Regions from separate parts of the Mus musculus genome. Here regions 1, 2, 3, 4, 6 and 7 are each linked to region 5. The links are chromatin contacts, called in public HiChIP or PLAC-seq, capture Hi-C and promoter capture Hi-C maps. All regions are on one chromosome and are shown on one strand. The core of a region is the stretch at or near the end of the contact, and the rest is flanking DNA. Distances in the headings are between cores, read along the strand shown. Region 1 has its middle 13 kb from the start of A930014E01Rik. Region 2 overlaps Zfand1 (zinc finger, AN1-type domain 1). Region 3 holds the start of Tpd52 (tumor protein D52). Region 4 holds the start of Snx16 (sorting nexin 16). Region 5 holds the start of Zfp704 (zinc finger protein 704). Region 6 holds the start of Chmp4c (charged multivesicular body protein 4C). Region 7 holds the start of Mrps28 (mitochondrial ribosomal protein S28).

The links. Promoter capture Hi-C pulls out the DNA fragments that hold promoters and counts their contacts. HiChIP or PLAC-seq counts read pairs in DNA pulled down with a chosen protein or histone mark. Capture Hi-C pulls out chosen DNA fragments and counts their contacts.
Region 1: a promoter capture Hi-C map of liver shows a contact between it and region 5, with 3 times the contacts expected there. The contact joins the enhancer-like site here to the promoter of Zfp704 in region 5. A contact is called at or near these places in 5 of 39 promoter capture datasets (cranial neural crest, hippocampal neurons, liver and 1 more), 1 of 484 Hi-C or Micro-C datasets (embryonic stem cells), 3 of 115 datasets of contacts at active chromatin or transcription factors (all in embryonic stem cells) and 2 of 9 other capture datasets (liver and pancreatic islet).
Region 2: a contact with region 5 is called in an H3K4me3 HiChIP or PLAC-seq map of bone marrow-derived macrophages, with 4 times the contacts expected there. The contact joins the enhancer-like site here to the promoter of Zfp704 in region 5. A contact is called at or near these places in 6 of 39 promoter capture datasets (the HPC-7 cell line, cranial neural crest, embryonic stem cells and 3 more), 8 of 115 datasets of contacts at active chromatin or transcription factors (bone marrow-derived macrophages, embryonic stem cells, large pre-B cells and 2 more) and 1 of 9 other capture datasets (adipose tissue).
Region 3: a contact with region 5 is called in a capture Hi-C map of macrophages, with 8 times the contacts expected there. The contact joins the promoter of Tpd52 here to the promoter of Zfp704 in region 5. A contact is called at or near these places in 11 of 39 promoter capture datasets (the C10 cell line, cranial neural crest, embryonic stem cells and 6 more), 2 of 15 datasets of contacts at CTCF or cohesin (large pre-B cells and pro-B cells), 19 of 484 Hi-C or Micro-C datasets (B cells, the G1E-ER4 cell line, LSK cells and 12 more), 13 of 115 datasets of contacts at active chromatin or transcription factors (astrocytes, embryonic forebrain, embryonic hindbrain and 7 more) and 3 of 9 other capture datasets (adipose tissue, embryonic stem cells and macrophages).
Region 4: a contact with region 5 is called in an H3K27ac HiChIP or PLAC-seq map of microglia, with 9 times the contacts expected there. The contact joins the promoter of Snx16 here to the promoter of Zfp704 in region 5. A contact is called at or near these places in 1 of 39 promoter capture datasets (liver), 1 of 115 datasets of contacts at active chromatin or transcription factors (microglia) and 2 of 9 other capture datasets (adipose tissue and liver).
Region 6: a promoter capture Hi-C map of liver shows a contact between it and region 5, with 2.2 times the contacts expected there. The contact joins the promoter of Chmp4c here to the promoter of Zfp704 in region 5. A contact is called at or near these places in 2 of 39 promoter capture datasets (liver and pre-B cells) and 3 of 115 datasets of contacts at active chromatin or transcription factors (all in embryonic stem cells).
Region 7: an H3K27ac HiChIP or PLAC-seq map of extraembryonic endoderm stem cells shows a contact between it and region 5, with 10 times the contacts expected there. The contact joins the promoter of Mrps28 here to the promoter of Zfp704 in region 5. A contact is called at or near these places in 6 of 39 promoter capture datasets (the C10 cell line, cranial neural crest, hippocampal neurons and 2 more), 3 of 115 datasets of contacts at active chromatin or transcription factors (astrocytes, embryonic stem cells and extraembryonic endoderm stem cells) and 2 of 9 other capture datasets (adipose tissue and macrophages).

Annotation. Positions count from the first base shown.
Region 1 is chr3:10,283,647-10,286,848 of GRCm38.p6, reverse strand. It overlaps a transcript of Fabp12 not described here. Among named protein-coding and RNA genes, the nearest start is that of A930014E01Rik, 13 kb to the left of the region's middle. Within about 2 kb of position 1,763, at least 13 of the 459 cell types and tissues checked have an H3K27ac peak or open chromatin away from gene starts, as enhancers often do. A contact at or near this core is called in liver, where this site is marked.
Region 2 is chr3:10,341,157-10,344,241 of GRCm38.p6, reverse strand. All of the region lies in intron 6 of Zfand1 (zinc finger, AN1-type domain 1), which reads left to right. Among named protein-coding and RNA genes, the nearest start is that of Slc10a5, 7.0 kb to the right of the region's middle. Within about 2 kb of position 1,506, at least 302 of the 459 cell types and tissues checked have an H3K27ac peak or open chromatin away from gene starts, as enhancers often do. A contact at or near this core is called in adipose tissue, bone marrow-derived macrophages, embryonic stem cells and 3 more, where this site is marked.
Region 3 is chr3:8,962,155-8,965,497 of GRCm38.p6, reverse strand. It overlaps Tpd52 (tumor protein D52), which reads left to right and starts at 1,352. Exons shown (of 6, transcript NM_001025262.2): 1 at 1,352-1,651. The coding sequence starts at 1,516.
Region 4 is chr3:10,438,243-10,441,538 of GRCm38.p6, reverse strand. Snx16 (sorting nexin 16) reads left to right here and starts at 1,409. Exons shown (of 8, transcript NM_029068.4): 1 at 1,409-1,624; 2 at 3,255-3,296.
Region 5 is chr3:9,608,401-9,611,463 of GRCm38.p6, reverse strand. Zfp704 (zinc finger protein 704) reads left to right here and starts at 1,379. Exons shown (of 9, transcript NM_133218.2): 1 at 1,379-2,194. The coding sequence starts at 1,745.
Region 6 is chr3:10,365,134-10,368,455 of GRCm38.p6, reverse strand. Chmp4c (charged multivesicular body protein 4C) reads right to left here and starts at 1,483. Exons shown (of 5, transcript NM_025519.2): 1 at 1,235-1,483. The coding sequence starts at 1,424.
Region 7 is chr3:8,921,846-8,925,197 of GRCm38.p6, reverse strand. Mrps28 (mitochondrial ribosomal protein S28) reads left to right here and starts at 1,341. Exons shown (of 3, transcript NM_025434.3): 1 at 1,341-1,611. The coding sequence starts at 1,402. It overlaps Gm52601 (a long non-coding RNA gene), which reads left to right and starts at 1,626. Exons shown (of 2, transcript XR_003954436.1): 1 at 1,626-1,724; 2 at 2,815-3,352.

The sequences.
Region 1 (3,202 bases), core at 514-3,013, 680 kb before region 5:
CTTCACAGCATGGTCAGTTCTACCCCCCTCTCGTGACAGAATTCCTTCTTCCCACCCCAACCCCCACCCCAAGTTTCTTGCCTGGAAATTCTAAAAGTTCTGCCTCTTTCACTCTGCCCAGCCACTGGACATTGCTCTTTATTGATTAATCAAAAATCAGTTGGGGACACGGACCCTCAGCATCTGCACATGAAAATTCCCATGTCATTTGAGGAGGTAAATTAAGATAAAGTTTTACAACCAGTGCCCTGGTTTTGGGTTCTATAAGAAAGAGCACTGAGCACGCTAGTAAGCAGCACCTTTCCATGGCCTCTGCATCAGCTCCTGCCTCCAGGCCAGGTTCCTGTTAAGTTCCTGCCCTGATTTCCTTTGATGAAGTGCAAGACTAATAAAACTTCTCTCCAGCTTCCTTATTGGCCATAGTGTCTCATCGCAGCAATAGAAACCCTAACTAAGACACATAGACAGATGTCTAACTAAGACACAAAATACAGAAAAAAATTCTTTTAAGGTAAAGAGTAATAGAAGAGCCACATTTTAACTATAGAATATGATGTTGCTCTAGTTGGTACTAATTGGCAGTATCAAGTGTGATAACACATGTGTGTGACCCAAGCACTTTGGAGAGCAGAGCACAAGGGACAAGGGTCATGAATGTGAGGTCAGACTGAGTGACATGGTGATGAGAGAGAGAGAGAGAGAGAGAGAGAGAGAGAGAGAGAGAGAGAGAGAAATGAATGAATCAATCAAGTTTACTGGGCACATTCCAGACCCCTTCTATTGATCCTCTGTTGGCTTTACAGGCTCCCAGCCATGATCACACTGAACATGGGTTTTGTGAAAATTAAACTAAATATTCATATATTCCTAAAGCAGGAATGGCTTATGAGCCCCCCAGCTCCCTTGCATTTCCATTGAGACATTTGAGAAGGGTGTAGGAGCTGGTGCTTTTCTCTCGTTTCCTATCCCAGAAACAGCACCACGAGCCTCCTGAACCCAAGTCTGCCCAGTGTTTTCAATTCATATTATGTCCCACATCCGCATGAGTTACAAATATTTAGGGAAAAATGTGATCCTAACGCAGGCATGGTGGTGGAGGCAGGAGTGCTCTCTCTCTCTCTCTCTCTCCCTCTCCCTCTCCCTCCGCCTCTCCCTCTCCCCCTCCCTCCCTCCCTCTCTCTCTCTCTCTCTCTCTCTCTCTCTCTCTCTCTCTCTCTCTCCTTTATTTATCTAACTATTCCATAAGATACCTAAAAGAAGTGGCTATCTAATTAATCTACTCTGTGCCAGGCAGTACTTGAGGCATTTATGACACCAGGGAACAAAATAGAGTAGAAAACTCGACTGTGCTTTGTGGGGTCTGACTGTAGCACTAGAAGCCACCTGGTTCACTTTTCTTTATTGTCAAGACCCTACTTCCAATATCATTTACTTTTAACTCTTCCAGCAAGCTAACAAGTGTCTTCCTTCTCCTCTGACTCGTCTGCTCTGTCCAGTCGTCCCAGTAAGTGCGTTGAGGTACAAGTCTGCAGTTTAAGTCTCTCCCACAGCCCCCCTGTGCCAGAGGAGTGCATGAACTCTCTAAGGCACGCCTGTGCGCTGGCCTTCTCATCCTCCTGACGACCTCTTATAACACTTCCCAGCGTACTGAAATTCTTCCAACTGCCCTGAGGGAGCTGGCTCACTCTCTCACCTGGAACTGTGATAGTCACTTTCTGATTGGAATATGCTTGCCTCATTCTCTGAGTAGCTATTGAAATGTCATGTTCTTGTGGAAGCCTTTTATAAATCCCAGAGATTGGGCAAGGGCCACTGTGTTGACCATCTCTGGCATCATGAGCCAGACTTCATCTAGCCTTTGACACACATTACTCTGATGGTGCATTTGCCTATCTGAGCTTTAAATGGAATTACAAAAGTGCTGTGAGGGGGACCTGATGGCCTTGTTTTCTGCTGTATCATGCTCTATAAAGGAAGGTACAGGAACATGCATACATGGGAAAAATGAATGCTTGGAGGGACACTATCCACATGCCACTGTGGAAATAGGAGCTACAAAGATAGTGAGAGGAAATGCCCTTTTCCCTCTTTCTTAACAAATTAAAAATAATTATGGAACTAAAGAATAAAAATTTAGTTGCATATTGTGTTTTTACCTATGCATTTCCTAGGACGTGCATGATAAATTAATTTCCTTTTCATTTTGGAAGGAGAAACCAACCTTTCAGTAGCCTTTAAATGTTTAAATTACTTTTTTTTTTTTTGGTGTGTTCATGAAGGTATTTATGTATACATGCAGGTGCACACCCATGCACATAGAGGTCAGAGGACAACTTGTAGGAGTAACTTTTCTCCTTTCACATAAAGGTTCCTAGAATTGAACTCTGGTCAGTCAGGCTTGGTGGCAAGTGCCTTTATCTACTGACCTATCTTGCTAGGCTTCTTAGCAATGTTTTATCTTAAGTTTCCGATTCCCAAATATTGGTTATTCCCAAGAGAACAGCTAGAAAACACACTGAGTGTTATGAAGTGGATTATCTTCCTCAGCACTCACAGGTTGAATTCCTATGCCCAGGCCGCAAAGCGTGATGGCATTCAGAGGCAAGGCCAGAATAGGTAAAGGATGCTCAACGAGGCCGTTCTGTGCACCTCAATGACAGTATCCCTATAAGAGGAGGAGGAGGATGCCGGGGATATACCGCCTGGCCATGCAAGCCAAGACCATGCAAATTTGTCTCAGAACGTTTGGCCTCCAGAACTGTGAGAAAGAAATGTCATTTTGTTCTTTAAGCTAGCCAATGTACGGAGATTTGTTACATAACTTTAGCAAACTAATATCTAAAATCAAAATAGGTCAGTTTATAGCTTGTAATTCTCCAAACTGAACTATGGGATGGGGTACTGGTGCATTTTGCCATGGGTGTCCTTCCCTGTGGCGGGTGTTAGGGAGTACTTGCCCTGCTGGTTCTGAGTATGTGTTAGAAAACTGTACTTAGACTCAGGTGAATGCACAGATGCATCCTGAGCCTTCCACAGGGACGACACGTAGACTTAGTTATTGATCATCTCTGTGTTGCCACATGGGTCCCAGGATCTTAGCAACTCACAAGGTTTTTCAGGTTTCCAGTGTGTAAATCCCCCAGGCTTACAGCCCAGGAATAATTGTGACTCATCCTTTTCTTCTTTACCACCTACATAATTA
Region 2 (3,085 bases), core at 257-2,756, 730 kb before region 5:
TTTGCTTCTCTGTCGCTGTGATAAAACACAGACTAAAACCAACTTGGGGAGGAAACTGTTTATTTCAGCTTCCACATTACAGTCCGTCATTGAGGGCAGTCAGGGCATGAACTCAGGCTGGAGCCATGGAGGAACATTGCTCACTGGCTGTCTGCAAGCCTTGCTCAGCCTGCTTTCCTATATAGCTCAAAACAACATCCTGCTCAGGGATGACACACCCATATGGGATGGGGCTGGGTCCTTCTCCATCAGCTAGCAATCTAGAAAATGCCATACAGACATGCCAACAGCCCAGTCTGATGGAGCCAGCACTTCCTCAGTTGTGGCTTTTTTCCAGGTGTCTCTAGTTTGTGTAAAGTCAACAAAAACTGACCAGCAGAATATATTATATGCTCTCTCTATATTATATATGTGTGTGTGCGTACATATACTTAATACATGTCTAGTGGTGAGGGCTATAAATGAAGGAAAATGGGTTTCAGATGGATAATATCATCTCTCTGATTTATATCCCATTGCTTAGTAGAAAAGACCCTCCAGTGTGCCCACACTGCTGATGTTTCCTTGAAAGTGTGCGTCATATTCCATGGAGTATGTGACTTTTTGCCATTTTCCCATCGATGAATGTTGATTCTGTCTCCTCTTATGGCCATTGTGGTGTTTGATTGTTTTCTTTTTTTGAGATAGGTTCTTGTGTAGTCCAGGCTGCTCAAGGAGTCTGAAGTTCTCAGTTCTGCTTTACGCTGCCCTCTAGATGATGCTCAAATTCACCATCATTAATTAAGCCTTTTTTAAAAATCGAGGATGATAGAAATTTATCTGGTTTGAGTTTCTTAGTTTAGAAGCCATGTTTTTAGCTTTTGCATTTCTTCTTGGATATTTACATCTCGTTTTATTTCCACTTGTTTTATAGTGTGTTCCTTTTTGTGGGTAATGTATCTCACTGTACATCCCAATGACATTCTGTCTTTAGATTTCTGCTGTTAGTTGCTTAATTTTGAATTTTAAGTGTATTGATTCTACAAGTTCACCTTGACTTTGAAGGGTTTGTAGTTTAGTTTCTACTTCCTTGCCTTAAGCTCTGGGCAGACCATGCTACCAGCCACCGCCCAGGTTCCCTTAGTTCCACAGATGAAACACACACAAGCTTATTTTTAATATGCTTTTTAACTCAATGGCCGGGCACCCCTTGGCTAACATGTCCTTACCTTCCACTCTCAGCTCAACACCTCTAAATCTTCTCTCAGCTTAGTTGCCCAGTTGCTCAGCATCGTAAATCTGCCCTCAGCTTAGTTGCATTTCTAATCTCCCGCCTGCTACCCCAGGCCCAGTTGAGGAAGCGGCCAATGGCCACTCCATCCGAGATCTCATATGGCTAGTGGCTCTCTTTCCCTCAGAAGCATGGCAAATCTTTCTTCCTCCTGCATCTCCTAGCCTGCGTGCTGGAACCTGGAAGTTCCGCCTCTTCCGCCCAGCCATTGGCCACTAGCATCTTTATTGATAGATCAAGAACCAATTGGGGAACAGGACGCTGATGGTTCACAGGTAGATTCCGGATCGATCTAAGCACATCAGAACCACCCCCTACAGGGCTTCTTGTGTATTTCTCTGCCCTGACTTCCCATCCCCGCCTTGTCTTCTGGCCACTCACTGAGAGCATCAGCTGAGGGAGCTGAGTGGCACCTGTGTGGTTCTGAGGCTGCTGCAGTTGCAGCCGTTGAGTCGGACGAGTTCTCTGTGCTTTTGTGCCTTTCTCTGTACTGATGTGCTTAGGGCAGCACTCAGCACCCAGGAACCTCCTGCTCCAGCTGCCTGTTAGTCTGTTTTTGATCCCAGACATACTTTTAGAGTCTGGTAGCTTTAGTTTTCTCTTCCTGCCTGTTCTTACTGCTTTCCTTTTAGAACAGGGACTGCTGGTTACAGACAAGGACCAAAGCTTAGGTTTACACTGATTTTCTTTTTCTCCGAATGCTTTTTAGCTATGATTCATTGCACTGACCCTCAGCAAATCTAAATTCCTTTCTGATTAGACAGGAGTTGTTTTGACTGTATTATTCCTTAAGATAACTTCGATTATTTCCCAACATTTCCATTAGAAACACCTCACTTAGGGGATTCTTATTGTACAGGACTTGACCTGTGAAGATGCCTCCCTAACGCAGTGTTTAGGAATCAGGGAATATTCTATTCCCACTTATTTTTTATTTTATTTAATATATGTGAGTACACTGTAGCTGTCTTCAGACACACCAGAAGAGGGCATCAGATCCCATTACAGATGGTTGTGAGCCACCATGTGGTTTCTGGGAATTGAACTCAGAACCTCTGGAAGAGCAGTCAGTGCTCTTATCTACTGAGCCATCTCTCCAGCCCTCCCACTTATTTTTTAATAAAGATAATTAAATAACAGAATGCAGCTGGAGAAGACAAGTGAGACACAGCTTATGCTAGAGACACTGTTTCTGAAACCCTGTTGTGTTACTAAACTCTCTTTCTGGGGCTTTTCTGTACTTTAGTTTTTCACTTTCGTTCTCAAAAAATCTCAAACCTCTGACATACCTTTTATGTCTTTCACATAAAATAAGTGTTTTTGTATCAAGAAGCCTTGTCTCTCAAGTGACAGGACCTTGATTCCAAGGAGTACAGTTGAAACAAGTTTAATTCCTCACAGAACGAAACAGAGGGAACATGTTGAGGGATTCTGGTGTTGTTGAATGAGCCGTCAGTCTTCTTGATTTCTCTCTGTTCATGTTGAACTCATTCTTAACTTGGGAATGCAGGGGAGATATGAGGGAAGCCTGTGGTCCAAGTCTGAGTCTCTGGAACTCAACAAAGAAAAAAAGAGTTCCTCTGCACCCAGTCCCTGGACATAAAAAGGCCGTACAACTTGGTTATGCAGATAACCTGGCTAGGGTTTTGAGTCTTTGGGACGTGCAGTTAGGTAGGTAGGCTACATGATGGGTTCTTCTGACCAGAACTGACGTCATAGGCTATTCTGTGTTGACAAAAGAAGAGTTAAGGAACCGCTAGCTGAATAAGGAATGCCTCCTCTCGCGTGTGTCTGATCTGTATGGTAACTTTTAAT
Region 3 (3,343 bases), core at 103-2,602, 650 kb after region 5:
CTAAAAAGAACAGAAACGAGAATCAGTCATAAATTGAGATGAATATGGATCATCTTAGAGATTTTGAAGACTAGTCATACACTGGAATTTCTGCTCATCATTAAAATGGTTTGCTTTTGGGGGCTGGAGAGATGGCCCTGGGTTAAGATTGTTTACTGCTCTTACAGAGGACCCAGGTTCAGTTCCCTGACTTCATATAGTGCGTCATAACTGCGTGTTGGTCCTAGGGGATTCTGTCAACCTGTTCTGACTCCTACTGACATGAACTCGAGCCCACACAAACAACACAATAGAAAGCTCAGGCCTTACATTTCAGAGACTATAAATAGATTCCAGAGATTATGTATTGTTTTTGTGTTTTTGAGATGGGGTCTCTCATTGAAGTCCCAGCTAGCTTCATGGCAATCCCCCTGTCTCAGGTTTCTGAGTAATGTGATTATGGCATGAGCCACCATGCCTGGCTTGACCTATTTCCTCCTTTTAACTTAGTTCCACCAAGGGCCTGCAAGCGCTGTTGGGTCACAGCAATAGCCATGGAGAGAGCATGAGCAGGGTCTCTGGAGGCCTGGGATGGAGGAAGTGGACTTGGTGATTGTAAAGTTTTACCAGCCAGCTCCCTTTCTGCCTGGAGGGTGTGCCAAAGAAACAAGTTCTTTGTAGAGCCCTGAGGGCATGCCTGACTTTGCTTAAACAAAGGAGCTGAAACACCCCCTGCCCCCAGCTGTGGGAGTTTCAGCCCCCCCACCCCCCACCCCGGAAGCGGTGGGAGCTGCCTGCACCTTCCAGCTACTTCCTATGAAAACCTCATTCTTCCAAAGAGTCAGTTTAAAATTGTTTGACAGTTATTCAGATTCTGCTTTAGAAAAAAAAAAAAGGATGATGGGTCTAGCTTTATTTTTGTATTAGGTTCTGCTTAAAAGGCTGCTTGCTAAACACGGGATGCCAAGCTCTCAGAATCCTGTATAATATAGGGTGCAAGAAAAGTATCACCCAGATGGCATTTTCGGGGAGATTACTGACAGATAATCCTCTCTTGTCCTAGAAGATTAAGTCTGCCCCGCCGACGATGTGGTCAGATGACCGGTCTAAAAAAGTTGTATTTTAAACAATATTCCTGCTAGTGTCTAGTGTTTGTACAACTGAATGGGGCTCCAGAGTGGGGGGCCTCCTTTGTGTACAGAGGGAAGGCCACTCCCTCTGCCCCGGTTATTCTTTGTTCAGTGAATTAGCGACAGGTGGTGACTAGGGCCCTCCTAAGGGAGGAGTCACTACAGACCTGCTCGTGGGAGCCGGAGCCACGCCGGGGCCGGAGCTGGGCGGGGCTTTAAGCCCGGTTCCTCTGGGCCGGAGCTGGGCGGGGCTTTAAGCCCGGTTCCTCTGGGCCGGAGCTGGGCGGGGCTTTAAGCCCGGTTCCTCTTCTCACCTGGGCTGCACAGGTCAGCCGGATCTCCCTCAGCCCGGGGCTCCCAGGCTGCCGCAGCGCCATGCTCGCCTTGCTCGCTGCCTTCAGCTAGCATGGAGTGCAGAGATATGGAGTTGGCTGATGATTACCAATCCCCCTTTGATTTTGATTCTGGAGTGAACAAGAACTACCTCTACCTCTCTCCAAGCGGGAACACCTCGCCGCCTGGTTCACCTACACAGAACGTTGGTAACTATTTGTGTAGTGAGTTCCCTCTGCTGTGTTCTTCAACATGGGAAGTTATTTTTGGTTGTTAACTGTTTAGAGTGGGACAATGAATTTTAAAGTTGGCACCGTCTGTTTCTATGCTCCTTAGAGGTCTGTGGATGTGCGGTGATGGTGAATGACACGGAGGGTCTTGGGGTCAAATAGTGGGTACAGTTTTAAAATCTGCCTAGGCAGTGTCTTAGTAAAGGATGCTTAGGCATTCAAAACCGTTCACCACACTCAAGGGCCTGGTGAGTGTGCTACAATAACACCACAAGTATCAAGGTGAAGATAGGCTTGGGTTTTCCCTTGGGAGACCAAAAGCCATGTAGACAAATAGCTATGTACACCTCACAGTTTCCAAAAGGGAAAATGAAAAACCACCACACCTTTGGAAGCAGCTGTTTCTTCCCATGTGGGACACGGATTTGTTCACAAGGCGGAAACCAGGCTGTGACAGTCTGAATTGATCCCCACATAGGGTCCAGCAGAAGTGGGGACAGCCTCCTTCCCAGCTTGCAGGAAGGATCCTATTGCTTGCCAAGAAGAGGAGATGGCTTAATGAACTCCTCTGTCAGAGTCAAGGAAGCAACTTGGCTTTCCCAGAAGAAGTTAATTATTTCCTTACTGTGGAGAATTGGTTACGTTTTGTTCTTTTTAAACAGTAGAGCTTGGGAAACCTAGAAGACAGTGAAGGACAGACTGTGGCACCTCTGATCCAAGCTGCTGGGGGTTTGGACGTTTGCAGGGCACAGGTGTGTGCTAACACAGCATGCTTCAGTGCTTGGTTATAGCAGCCACCTTTGAGGTATAGTCTGGATTTTCAGAAACCCACATATGTTGATAGTTTCAGGCTAACACTGCCCTCTAGAAGTTGGAAGCTGTTAGTAATGTCTGTGGGAGACAGGGCATGGGAAAAGCATTTTTCTTCTCATTTTCACACTTCCCTTGCCTGTGACCCATGTGGGATCTCTGGGCTTCCCCGTTACCCAGCACTTAAGAGGGGGGATGACCTAGTTCTAACTTGTGGGCTTGTGAATCAGAGCAGGGCTCACAGTGGGGACGGTGGGGCTGTCATTAAGGCTTGAGAGTGGGCGGAGTGGCAGGGTCCCCAGCAGGGACTGGGGAAGATGCCCTGCATCCTTTAGTTCTTGCCGGCTGCGTTATTAGTGTGGCCACTTCTCAGTGCTCTCTGTTAGAACAGCAGCCAGCATGGCTGAGCGTGCTTTTGGGTGGTGGGGTTAATGAAGTCTGTAATTGAAAAGAGGGACCTGGAACCTGCTACTTAAAAGTTAATCTGGATTTTGGCCAATGTGTACCTCTTCCCTCCCTTTCATCGTCCTCTCTCCTCCCTCCCTCCCTCTCCCTTCCCCCCTCCTCCTCTCTCTCTCCCTCAATCTCTCTCTCTCCTACCCTCCCTCCCTTTCTCCCACCCTCCCTCCCTCCCTCCCTCCCTCTCTCTCTCTCTCCCTCCCTCCCTCTCCCTCCTTCTCTCTCTCTCTCCCTCCCTTCCTCTCTCCCTCCCTTCCTTTCTCCCTCCCTCCGGTTTTTCAAGACAGTATTTCTCTGTGTAGCCTTGGATGTCCTGGAACTCACTCTGTAGATCAGGCTGGCCATGAATTCAGAGATCCCACTGTCTCTGCCTCCCAAGTGCTGGGATTAAAGACATGCATC
Region 4 (3,296 bases), core at 160-2,659, 830 kb before region 5:
CTGTAGTTTTTACATCTTCTCGCTCACCCCACTATCACCTCAGGCTGATAAAAGCTATGCATCTTGTCTAACGATACCTTGGGTGAGCTCAAATGCCCTCTTATTATACATACATAAAAGTACACAACACAAAAGTCAGAAAAATAATCTTATTCTGTAAGCTGTGTAAACAGTTCATTTCTATTGTGGACCACTGCATAGAGTGTAAACTAAAAGTCTATAAGTAGGAACCGGCCAGTATATATATAGATTATATTGTATATATAGATTATGTTGTAGCCCTTATCTGACAACACACAGAATGTTCTTCTTTGATTACTAAAAATGTCTAGTTATCTCCTGAAAGTAAAATCTAGCCATTTATCAATACCAGAAAATATGCGATATATACATATGTATATATGTATATGTTTGTATATATGTATATCCTGTTATGTTCCACTCAATAATCTGAAAAAAAATTACTCAAACAGTTCCAACAACCTTTACAAGATCTTCATCTTTCTTCAAACTATGCTACCTGTACACTCTTATTTCTTGAGCGCTTTTCTTTCCTTGGCCCCTGGAGCCCTATTAAGAAAACTATTCCAAGGTTCATTTTTCTTTGCCTTACTTTTTTCTTCCCTTTATTCAATTATATTAATTCAAGGACAAAAAGGGCAATTTCATCCTGAAAATATCTTTATGTTTTCAACGAATTCTGTTTATCTCATACTTATTTCTCCAATAAAAGCTACACCTATGTCAGAAATCACATTATCATTTTGGAATCACCACTCTCAATTTTCCCCTTCTAGGTATCGCTCCAAAGCCCTAGAAATCATTGAATGATCTTTAAATAAGACAACTCGATTGTACTGACAAATGGTTCTGTAAACTTTGATATATAATATTAAATAATAGTGTTGCTGAAACACTAAAGGTTTTCAAATTAGCAAATCTAAGCAGCCTAATACTGTTTTCACTTGGGCTAAATTCAGAAATTCAGGCATTCAGGAATCTTTACCATAGTCCTAAATTACAGGGACAAATACACAATAAAATAGTGTTCTATCTGCCTACTCTTCAAATCAGTTGTCAATCCATCAAAGAAATGCTAATTATGGAAAATGACTAACCTTCTAGACCTCCCCCCCCAACCAGTGATAACTACAAGTCCCATGATGCAAAGCTCTAGCCCGAACTTATGCTAGCCAAAGTGCCTTCTGGGAATTGAAGTCTTCTCTTCATCTACTTGGCAAACTAGATATTGTAGCCCCATTTCTCAGAAACTCCCTAGTAATAAAGCCTGTGGAAAAAAAACTGTCGATTCCCTGTGATAAAATTAGATTTGTTCGGGCCACTGCAGAGACAGGGACCAGCAATCCCAGTGTGGGCCTCCGGGGGCGGTGCCGTGCTGTGACGTCACTTCCTGGAGCGGCATACCTCCCCCTCCCACTCGAGGCCGTCCCTTCCCTCGGTTCGCGGGAACCTGGCTGGGTGGCTGTGCCCAGGCACCGAGCGGCTGCTCCGGGGCGGAGGGTCACGTGAGGAGTCCGAGTGCCCGGGCAGGACGCGACCCGCCGCAGTCCAACAGGAGCCGCCTTCCTTCCCCTGACGGCGTGGGGTCGCGGAGCGCGCCGAGGTAGGACGCGGGGACACCTGCCGCCTGGACGGCGGGCGGGCGCGCGGGAGGCTGCGGGGCGCGGGGGAGCCTGGACCCCGCCGCACCCCTGGGCGCGCCTGGCCCGGGAGGACTGCAGGTGCGGGAGCCCGGCCTGAGGGCTCGCGGCCCGCGCGGACCGCGTCGCCCTGCCAGCTTCCCCGGGCCTGCGTTCCGCCACCGTGCTGTCACCCTCCTCCCCAGGTAGCGCGGGAGCATCCTCCTGGGTACGAGGTCAGGCGCCCCCGAAGAAGGCGACACGCCCTCCCTCCGCCGCTCGGCGCTCCCGCGGGTGGAAGTCCCCGGGCGCACCCCGAGGCCGCCCTTGGCAGCCCGGGGCCTCAGGTGGCAGATGTCAGAGGCCAGCGCCGGAGCTACGAGAATCCTGCGCGGTTCTTCTGGGGAGGTGCGGGGTGGGGGTCAGGATTCACCCAAGGGGTGAGTCCGTAGCTCAAGTTTCTTGAATGTTCCACAATAAGGAAGGTTGCACTGGCCGCGTGAGGTTAGACACCCTGTTTAAACTTCCTACATCCAGAGGGGACAGCTTGCTAAGAGGACAGTAAATAAAGTTGGGCTGGTAGACCCCCTGTTGCTGTGTATAAATAGACCTGTCATTTCTCCTGGTCGCTACTTAACATTTCTGAGTTTATTACTTAACGTCGTAATGGTAAGTCATTACTTCTTTATTCTACAAAATTATTCAGACATACAATATAACCATCTTTTGGACCTTAGGTTATTGAGAATGAATAATCTAGAATCAAAAAGCAAAACTTTTAATGATTTAATTTGATTGACTGTAAACCTGATACCTTCCCCCCCCCTTTTTTTTCGTTAACTTTACCAAGTTTGCATTTGAAATATATTTGATGCTAAGTTTAAAAAAAAATGTTACTTTCAAGACAGTTGTTGCTGGCTTGGTAGTACAGGTGTGTATCCCAGCACCTATGGAGGCTGCAAGATCAAAAGTTCAAACCTACCTAGGCTACTTACTTAGCAAGTTCACAGGCAACAACCTTGTAAGACCCTGCCTAAAAATTAACATATTTTTTAAGGAAGAGGTTTAGAATGCATGCATAGCATTGCAAATCTCAATCAAAGTAAAAGAGCATTCCTTAGTAATAATCAAACTTCGGACTGACTATGATTAGCCTGTGTAAATCCTTGGGAGTTTCAGTAATTCTATAAAAAAGTAAAATGAATGACTTTTTTCCTTCTTCTGTTCCTATGTTGCATATAGTACAACCAGGACGACAAAACTTCTCCTTCTGCTTCCATTTTTTGAGTGGGAGTAGACAGGAAATATGTTTGAATGTATGTTAGGATTAAGTCCATTTAAAATGAATATTGCAAAAAATAAAGAAAAGTAGACCAAAGGGAAAAAAAAAGAAGAAATATGTATATCATAAGGGTCAAGAAAAGAGATGTAAAATAAGTTTGTTCTCCTAACCATGTAAACAAGAGTCCACAGAGGTAAATCAGATTACAGGATGATGTTACCCATGTCTTCATAGGTAATTGAGTGTCACAAATTAAGAGAAGCACTTTCTTTTCTATTGGTTTGAGTTCTAGGTTGAAGTCTAATTCTTCAATATGTCCTTCTCATTTTTAGATAGTGAATTCCTAAGAAGAAAGCAATGAACTGCATATTGGT
Region 5 (3,063 bases), core at 130-2,629:
CGGAAACAATTCACTTGCTTCTGGGAGGGTCTAGCTACATCCAAGACACACCCATAAATTACAATGCTCCAGTTAACAAGGTTTGCTCATTCTAATTTCCTGAACAGGATATTTACAGATGAAAAGTTCACTAGAAACGGTGTGTTTTGAATGCACTTTGAGGGAGATAAATTCTGGGGTGGTATCTGAAGTGGGGCAGGGAGTGCATGTGTGCACACCTGCATGTGTGCACACCTCCTCTTCAGACTGTACGCACTTCCAATTTCACTGTGGGGAGGTGTTAGCAGAGCTTTGGGACTCGAAAGGAAGGGCTGACGGAAAGGCATTTCAGAAAGGACGGACAGGACCTGTGGGCCAGTGCCTCACAGGAAGTGAGAACAAGGTGGCTTTAAAACACACCACTATTTTTGGATGTGATTACTTAAAACAGGCATTTTCTGGACGGGTGATCAGTTTCTGGGAGGACAAAGTTCATTTTAGAATCCTTGTCCTCATCCCTCTTTAGCGGTTGGAAGGTACCCCAAATAAACATTTAATGAGCCCCATCACATGTCTAGCAAGCCACGTGATGTTCAATCTCCAAGAACAATGGGCCATGTGGACACCCTTTTACTCAATTGTTGATGAATAAGGCCCTCCTAGCCCTAGCCAAAACCTATAGAATTTAGGGGCATGATCTGGATGCAGAATGTCTGGTTTACTCCCTCCGAAAGCAGCAGTCATTCATAACATGGCAAACTGGCCTTCTGCTAGCTTACATATATAAAAAGCTGAAATAACAATCTTGACCACTTGGTGTGTTGCTTTCTCTAGACTGGGACAGTGCCAGTAGACCAAACCAAGAGCAGAAAGAACACTTTTGGAATTCGGCCCATATCATATCACCAGGTAAGGACCTCAGGTGGAAACTGGAAGAAACACATAGGAGGGCCAAACCTGCACAGAGCTGAGAACATGAGGCAAGGCCTACAACCTGGTGCTCAAAGGAACCTGGTAGAGAGGGCCAGGGAAATGTTGCAGGAATCTCCATGACTGAGGACTCAGGCTGGGAACTGACCCCAAACCTGGGGTTGGCACACCTGGTCGAACTCCACTTGAGCACCAGTGGTCGCCATCTGAGAACCACTCTTGAGCAAATCTCTTAAGCAAACACCTTCCTGCCGTCTAAACCTACGCTTTTCCCACCAGAGGGAGACATGGGCCCAGGGGCAAGGGTGGCCTCAGTGTCCCAGCCAACTGCTGGGAAGCCGGCAGATTTTCAGAGAGCGCGGGTCTGGGGAAAAAAATCCAGTCCGGGTTTTGTCTGAACGGAGACCAGGAAGGCAGCGAGGACTGGGGAAGAGGGGGAGGCGGTGAAGACACGACACAAACAGCTCGCGCCCAGGACACCGCGGTAGGCCCTGAGCGCGCGGGCGCAGGGCCCGGAGAGGCGCGCGCCGGCCCGGCCGCCGGCCGCATGGAGCGCAGCGCAGCCCGCGGCTCCCGGGAGGCGCAGGCGGAGGTAGCGGCAGCGGGAGCAGCGCGCTCGCTCACACCCACCCCCGCCCGCGGCCGGCGCGCCGCCCCGCCGTAGCCGCCGGCGTCCCCGCGGGCCCGGCCAGCGAAGGCGGCGTCCGCGCGTCTGCCAGCCAGCAGCGGCGGCCAGCCCGGGAGGCGGCCCCGCAAGCCCCGCAGCCGCGCGTCTCCGGGCCCAGCCGCAGCCCGCGAGGAGCCCGGCGCTCCGGCCCGCAAGCCCGGCGCAGGCATGCAGGCCAGGCGCCTGGCCAAGCGCCCCAGCCTGGGCAGCCGCCGCGGGGGCGCTGCGCCCGCTCCCGCCCCCGAGGCCGCCGCTCTGGGGCTCCCGCCCCCCGGCCCCAGCCCGGCCGCCGCACCGGGAAGCTGGAGGCCGCCGCTGCCGCCGCCGCGCGGGACCGGCCCCTCGCGCGCTGCCGCCGCCTCGTCGCCGGTCCTGCTGCTGCTGGGCGAGGAGGACGAGGACGAGGAGGGCGCGGGCCGAAGGCGCAGGACGCGCGGGCGGGTAACGGAGAAGCCCCGAGGGGTCGCGGAGGAGGAGGACGACGACGAGGAAGAGGACGAAGAGGTGGTTGTCGAGGTGGTGGACGGCGACGAGGACGACGAGGACGCTGAGGAGCGCTTCGTGCCCCTCGGACCCGGCCGTGCGCTTCCCAAGGGCCCCGCCCGAGGCGCGGTGAAGGTGCGTGCGAGGTGCCGGGGATCGGTGGGGGGCGCAGCGGGCTCGGCGGGGCGCCGGGGCGCCGGGGAGGCCGAGCGCAGCGGCGCGGGCCGGGAGGGGTGTGTCAGGCGGCGGTGGGCAGCGCGCGGAACTGCGGCTCAGCGGCTCAGCGGCTCAGCGGCGCCCGGCGGCCTGTCGGTGCTCAGAGGCCGGGCGGATGCGTGGTCCCGCGTGCCGGTAGGCAAGGAAGGAGCGCTTCTCTGGGCAGGGTGGGGAACTTGGGAGCTGGACGAGGTCGGAGCCCCGATCGGCCTGGCATTGATATTTTATTCTGCTCTGGGGAGGCAGGAGTCTTCCTTCTCTTGTTCAAGCTTCTGGAAACTAGCCAGCAACCTGCAACACCTCCTTTCACCTGAGAACAGTTGTTGGTCGGTTCCATCACAGGCACTTGTGAAGGAGTTGGGAGCCTGTGCAGCAACAACCTAGACCTTGGTTTCCGCGAGCTTTTTGCCCCTCCCCCATCCCCGTGTTTCTCCTCGCCCTCCTTAAACTGGACATCCTAAGCACTTACCCTCCGCCCCCTTAAGATTACAAAAGAGGAAGGCGGGGAAGGTGTTTGTGTTGTGGGGAGAGAGAGGGGTAGCATTTAAAATGAATGTGACTTTCAGCTGAAAAATTTCACCAGGTCCTCATCCGCGCTACCGCAACGAGCGATCTTTCCGTTTTTTTGTATCTTCAGAAGATAAAGGGTTTATTATTACACAACTGTCTGGCTGAGCTTCTAAGCACGCTATTGGACAAAACAAACTGCGTTGAGGTTCATGCACCGTGTATGTTGCTAAGAAGTTTTGAGGGCAGCGAGTGGCAAGCAATGGAGAGTGTTTGCTTTT
Region 6 (3,322 bases), core at 234-2,733, 760 kb before region 5:
GGAATGAGCTAATCCTTCCCAGGGCCTCACAGTGACTGACCTGGACAGGGTGTGCCACTTGCCTGGCATGCACGGGGCACTGGGCTCTGCCCTCGGTACCCACAAGACCATGAAAGATGAACAGGAGAGATGGGGGAAAGAGGAGGGCGTGAGGAGAAAGGTTCCTTCCACCAACCATTTCTGGTAAAGAAGCCAGACACAGGGTCACAAATCCTCAGAGTTGATGAGCAAGCAAAGCCATTGCCACTTCCAGTTTGGGGCAGGGAGTTGCTGGGGGGTGCTGTCCTCCACTGCCCTGGTATTAAAAGCTCATCGCTCCTCTCCTCCCTGGGTTTGCATGCACGCACCACTGTGAGCTGCTGAGACCTATCCTTACAGAGCAAGCAGTATGCTGCACAAATGAACTCTGACAAAGAGCAAAAGGTTCAAGGCGTGACTGCTTCACCAAGTCATTTCTGACTCAAAGTCCTTTGTGTGTACTAAAAGCCAGATAGGAAACTTAATCTTTAATGCCTTGATTCTGTTTTTTTTTTTGTTGTTGTTGTTTTTTTTTTTTTAAAGATTACAACCGCACAGCAGGCAACTGAAGTTTTCAACAGCAGAGCACCAAGATAAACCAGAACATCCCAGGACACGCGTCACCTAAGATGAATTTACACAGACACTGGATGTGACCTGAACACAAACCTACAGGAGAAACCTGGTGTGCAATGGGAGTCAACAGAGCTGGGCTAGGAAGTGGTGAGCCAAAAGTGAAGCCCAAGTGGGTACCAGAAAACACTCTCACAAGTTAAACTTCCTTTGAATGCAATATTCTTAAAACTCAAAAACAATAAACAAAGTCGATGAGCAAAATAGCACATAAAAACGAATTTTAGCAAAGGAAGTACCATTAAAATCCCAGACATGAGTTCAAGACCAGAGAAAAATGGTCAGTAATATTCATTTTGACTTTAAAGTTTTGATTCCAGGCTCATCATGGATTGATTTGAGTCATTTAAATATTACATAATAATGTTGCTCATCTTGATTACTAGAATTTTTGGCGTTAAACATATTGCCAGCCTGGCAAGTGCCTAGCTTAGCTCACTTCAATCACCAGGCCCTGGAGATCAGGTCGGTTCCTAGAAAGGCAAGTCAGCAGTCCTGGAGGGATTCAGACTCCAAGATGAAGATGGTCCCCAGGGAAGGGCTGAGAGTGGGTGAGAGACGCATGTCCTGGGGCGCAGCTTACCTCGCTTGTTCTGGGAGCCGTGCTTCTTGGCTAAGGCGAGCTCCCTCTGGATTCGGTTCTCCAGGTACTCTTGCTTCTTGGCCAGCATCTCCTCCGTCTCCCGGAGGCGAGCCAGGGCTTCCTGGGCGCTGGGAGCCGCCCGGGCCCGGGAGGAGCGGGTCCCTTTAAAGAACTTACCCAACTTGCTCATGGCTGAGCAGTGGGGGACGAGCGTCCCAGCGCTCTGGAGACAGGTAAGCCACAGTCGGAGCCGACAGAGCTCCTGGGAATCAACAAGTTGTTTCGGCAGGTGACACCCACTCTTGGGCATTTCCTGGCCGGGCTCGGCCCCGCCCTCGAATAACTACCCGGGAGGGGGGGCAGGGCAGCCGACGCCACCGCCCTCTGGGAGTCAGGGAACCGAGAAAAGTTGGCCAGGAGCAAGGGACTGCTTTATCTCACTAGGACACATCCAGGAGAAACTACCGAGAAAGTGGCTCAAAGAAAAGCAAATCCATCAAACTCTGAGGGTGTCTAGCCAGGCCGAAAAGACTTGAGAGCAGGTGGCTTACCTGGATATACAAAGTGCTCTTTTGAGAGTGTGTGAGAGTTCACAATGTTCCTGTTTCCGATCTCTTCATATGTACAAGAATATTCTGCCACGTTCCTCTGAGTATGTGTCCTATCCAGGACACAGACCTCTCCCACCACGACGGTGTGGGCACAGCAGAGGCTGTGCTGGCTAGGACAGCCAGTCCCAAAAGCTGATCTTCACAAGACTTCAAGTAGGTGGAAGATGGTGGCCACCTCTTTTCTCAAAAGACTTCTGTACGTGCTTGATGGTCATATTCGTTTCTATAATTAGGAATACCAAGTGTACAGTGTGACTACTGTGTATTTGAATCTTAAATGGGGCTACTCTTGTGTTTGGGTCTTTGTCAAACACATTTACATGGATATCCAAGTAACGGAGAGTAGAAAATACCCTGGAGAAAAAGAAATCATCTTTCCTCCATGGAGGTTTTATCTGCCCCACCTCTTGGAGGGGAAGAAAAGCCTTTGGTTAGATGCTTGAATACAACTGGAAACCTATTTGAAGTACACTGCCAAGAAGCAGCCTGCGGCATTTAGTCTGTTTACAATGATTCACCTTAAACGCCACACTGCCATATTTGATCAATATCATCAGAATCTATTTGTGATACAGACAGCATCCTTCAATCCTAAGACCAGTAAACCAATCTGCATGCCATCATGGCTAATTAATCCATTTGTATCCAACGTCACTCTATCTAGCTGGAATTTTTGCCAAAAATTGAACATTAAGATTACTAGTAAGACACACACACACACACACACACACACACACACACACATTCCATAATAGATAGCTGCAGGCTCCTGTCATATCTTACTGGCTATTTAAAGTGCATGGTTAATAACATACACTTTGCTCTCATTTGGTAAGTATCCGACATCACCAATATTTTGCTAACTATCTGAAAGCGCCTAGTGCACGTTTCTACGCTTACTTCCCTGGTCACATCTCATCGTGCAGCTGTCCCCACTGCTGGACACTTGGCCTCCCCTTTGATGGGTGTGTTCTGTATCTATGATGCTGGGAAATCCAGCTGGAACTTACTTCTTACAGTTGGTAGTAACCACTGTAATATGTTGTCCACCCTCTATGTGTCATAGATATCAACTACGTGTAGATAGACTTGACAGAACAGCTATTTCTACATGTTTATTGTAAACATCTTTTTTAAAATCCTGCCGGCTCATTCATAAGCCCTCAAAGGTGTCTTTGTGAAGCTGCCTCAGGACTGCTCTTTTTAGGATGAAAATAGTTATTTATTCCAACAAATGAAGTACCTCAGACTCAGTTGGTAGCTGGGCCGAATTCACACAGGCAATCAGAGTGGAAGAGATACTTCAGGCTTAAATCTTTCTTCTTCGGTCTTCCCAGTTAAGTCTAGTACCGCGCTCCTGTAGTCCAAGCAAGCTAGCCTGAGCTACACAGTAAGATTCTGTTCTTTTCATTGTTTATACAACTTCCCCACTAAGAACAGAAACTCATTAAATATTTGTTTAATTAATTAACATGAA
Region 7 (3,352 bases), core at 92-2,591, 690 kb after region 5:
TGTTCATCCAGATGGAGGGTTTATCCTGAAGATTGAACCTAGGGCCTTGCCATGCCAGACAAGCACTGGAAGTGATACAGTTTAAGTTTGCAAAGCAGTTCTTTAAACTTGGCACTGCTGAGCAGCTTGCTTTCCCAAGCAGAAAAACCAAATCTGCACGGGGATACTGGATTGCCCAGGATGAAAGTTCCTTACTTGAGACTGCTGAGGGCTCTTAAAGGGAGCTCTACAATTTGCTACACTGTTTCCGAAAGGAACTGAAAGTGGTAGTAGCCATAGAGATTGACATTTTCGACAAGAATCCACTTAAGTGTCAGCAGAAATGAGCGTATGCAGAATGAGATCTCACTTGAAGCGGAATCTACTTTTCAGGCTCCTACTGAATTTGTGAGATACTCCCTACAGTGACTAGTAATGCGGAGTGGTAAGTTATCCACAAAACTATGCATCATTCTAAGGTCAAAATAGACCTGCAGCATTGAGGAAGACTTACACTAAGAGTCAAAGACATAAAAGAGGTTCTGTCCTGGCCCTGGTAGTGACAGTACTTGTAAAGTCCCATCATTCAGGGAGAAGCAGGAGGGTCAGATGATGAGGGTCACCCTCAACTACGCAGTGAGCTCAAGGCCAGTATGGGTTACATGAGACCTCGATAAGGGGAAAAAAGATATTTATGTACAAATGACATAGAAAACTGACACCCGCCCTTGGATTTAGTAATCTGTAGGTTAACATTACATTGATTAGACTAGTGGTCCACTTAAAAGGCAAACACTTTTGCAACTAGGTTCGATTCTTAAGTGGATGGACAAATTCTGGGGATTTACACTGGGGAGAAACAAACAATATCAAGTGTTTGGGTATGGGAGCGTGGAAGTGCTACGCCTGAGCATATTTCTGAAGCTTAATTCACAGGAAATGATGGTAGCTAGCTAGGATAAAACTTCTGTTGGGTTTTGTAATGCATGTGACTGGCAACAGAAGTGGCCAAGGACAGACCTACCATCAGTTTTAGGAACAACTTTGTGCCCATTTGCAAAGGCAATCTCTCCTTCCTTCCTGGAGTTTACAAAACTGGAGGGTGAACACTAAGAATTATTTCAAATCTAAAGCATGACGCATTCGAAAGTGCTGAGTAACGAAGGCACAGGAGGTGCTGGTGAGCATAGGGCTTCCAACTCTAACAGGATAACGAAGGAGACCTCTGAAGACCGTGTAGTACAGCAGCTGTAGCGTCACCCCGTCCCTCAGGAGGCATGCGCTCTCTGGCGTCCGCGGGAGGCAAGCTTTAAACTACCGGACTAGTAGGCTCGCCTGGGATTAAGGCGGTAGGCGGGGCTCTCCTCGGCCCGCCCCCTGACCTGCAAGCGTGCAGAAGAGGTCAGAGGTCGCGCAGGCGTCATGGCGGCGCTGTGTAGGTCCCACGCCGGGACTGCTGGGAGCCGTTTCTTGAGAGCGCTTGTCTTCTCCAAGCCTTTGCGAAATGCAAGCACGGAGAGTGGTTCCGAGAGCGCAACCCACGACTCCTCCGCTCCTCGGGCGCGTTCAGGCGGCTTCGCGAGCGCTCTGGAGCGACACTCGGACTTGCAGCGGAAGGCGGAGCTCCGACTGGTAAGCAGGCCTCGCGGCGCCACGTCCGCACGCCGGGCCGAGCGTGGGGAGGGGCTAAGCCCGGGACGCTGGGAGGAGCCGGCGTGGTGGGGCGGGAGCCCGTCGGTGTTGGGGTGGGGCTCAGGCGGCGACTCCAGGGAGGGGCCAGCGTGGGTTGGGGGTGAATTCTGTCCTTCTTGTCATGGGCTATGCCGGTGACTTAGGGATGAGGAGAGGAGCGACTGGAGCGGCGGGGGTAGCTTTCTACCCTTGACCTGCAGCAGAGCGTGTGATTAATATTTTCTTCCTTTTCCATGGCTTTTACGCTCCTGTGGGTTCTCTCTGCATACCTTTGTGACACATTCTGGGCCAGGTATCCATCGGGTTTGTGGGGCGACCCGTCAGACTTGGAGGAAAACGACTCCAGGTCTTAGCCTTGCCACAAGGCGGCTCGAGGCCTGTCACAAGCATCTTAATTGAATTGACACTTAAAGCTATTGTGAACTGGGCGTATGATTTAAACTGTCAGTGTTTCACTTTCCTTTATTGCAAGTGACCTTTTATTTTAAAAATATAGTTTTTTCCCCCTTTGTGTAAAACATTGTAAAATAATTTAGATACATGAAGTAGTGCAAATACAAAAGGCTGGGATTTTTAAAAATTCTGAGACTCGGGTATACATGAGGTTGGGTTATATAAGAAAAATCTGAATTTCCAGTTTTTGTTCTCTAGTGGGTATTGCTGAACAGTACACATGTAGCTATTTCTCAGGATTGTAGGGTCATCTTAGTTTTGAGTGCCAAAACTTTTCTTTGATCTAGTGATGGGAAGGACCCCAGGACATAGTTTTGAGATTTTTGCCACATGTAGTGGCTTAAAACACAAATTTTTACTTATAGGGCACTAGGAGTTCTTTTAAAATAAGAAAATGAAAATATAAAAAGATAACAAAAACTTAACATATTAGAATTGGACAAAACAAATAGAATTTAAAGAGCTCAAGAGAGGTGGAGGAAATACAGGCACTTGTGCACACACTCAGGAGTCCCATAGAAGCTGGAAGCCGCGACACACTTTAGAGGACCTGGGGTAGGCCTGGTGCAAGCCCTGTGAGTGCTTTCCAGTCTCTGCCAGCTTTGTTCATGTTGATTTAGAGAGCCTTGTTCTCTTGGTGTCTTCCACAACCTTTTGGCTCTTATACCATTCCCATCTCCTCTTCTTTAGGGCTCACACTGAGTGGAGGGATATGATGGAGACATCCCTGTTAGGACAGGATGTTCCACCTCTGAATACTGTCTGGCTGAGGGCGTCTGTATGAGTTCCCAACTGCTGCAGGAGGAAGCTTCTCTGATGATGACTGAGCAAGACACTGATCTATGAGCATACAGAATCGTATTAAGAATAATTTTATTGGTACATTGTTTTTCTTTTTTAAGAACAGTAGTATTTGGATTTACCCGAGGTCCCTCAAGCAGTGTTCGGAATGGGTTTCATAAGTCAAACCAGATATTGGTTGGTTACTCCACAAGCTTTGTAATACCAGCATATCTTGCAGACAGGACACCATTTTAGATCAAAGGGTTTGTGGCTGGGTTGGTGTTTATATTTCTCTTTTAGAAGCCTGTAGACTAACTTTAAAACATAAGGGTGAAGACTTTATTTAGGCACCGGCCACGTTCAGTGTTCTCCATGTTCAATAAGTAGGTGTTGTCTTCAGCAGTGGGCCTTGCTGTCAGTTTGTGGAGAGCAGCCTACAGTTTTG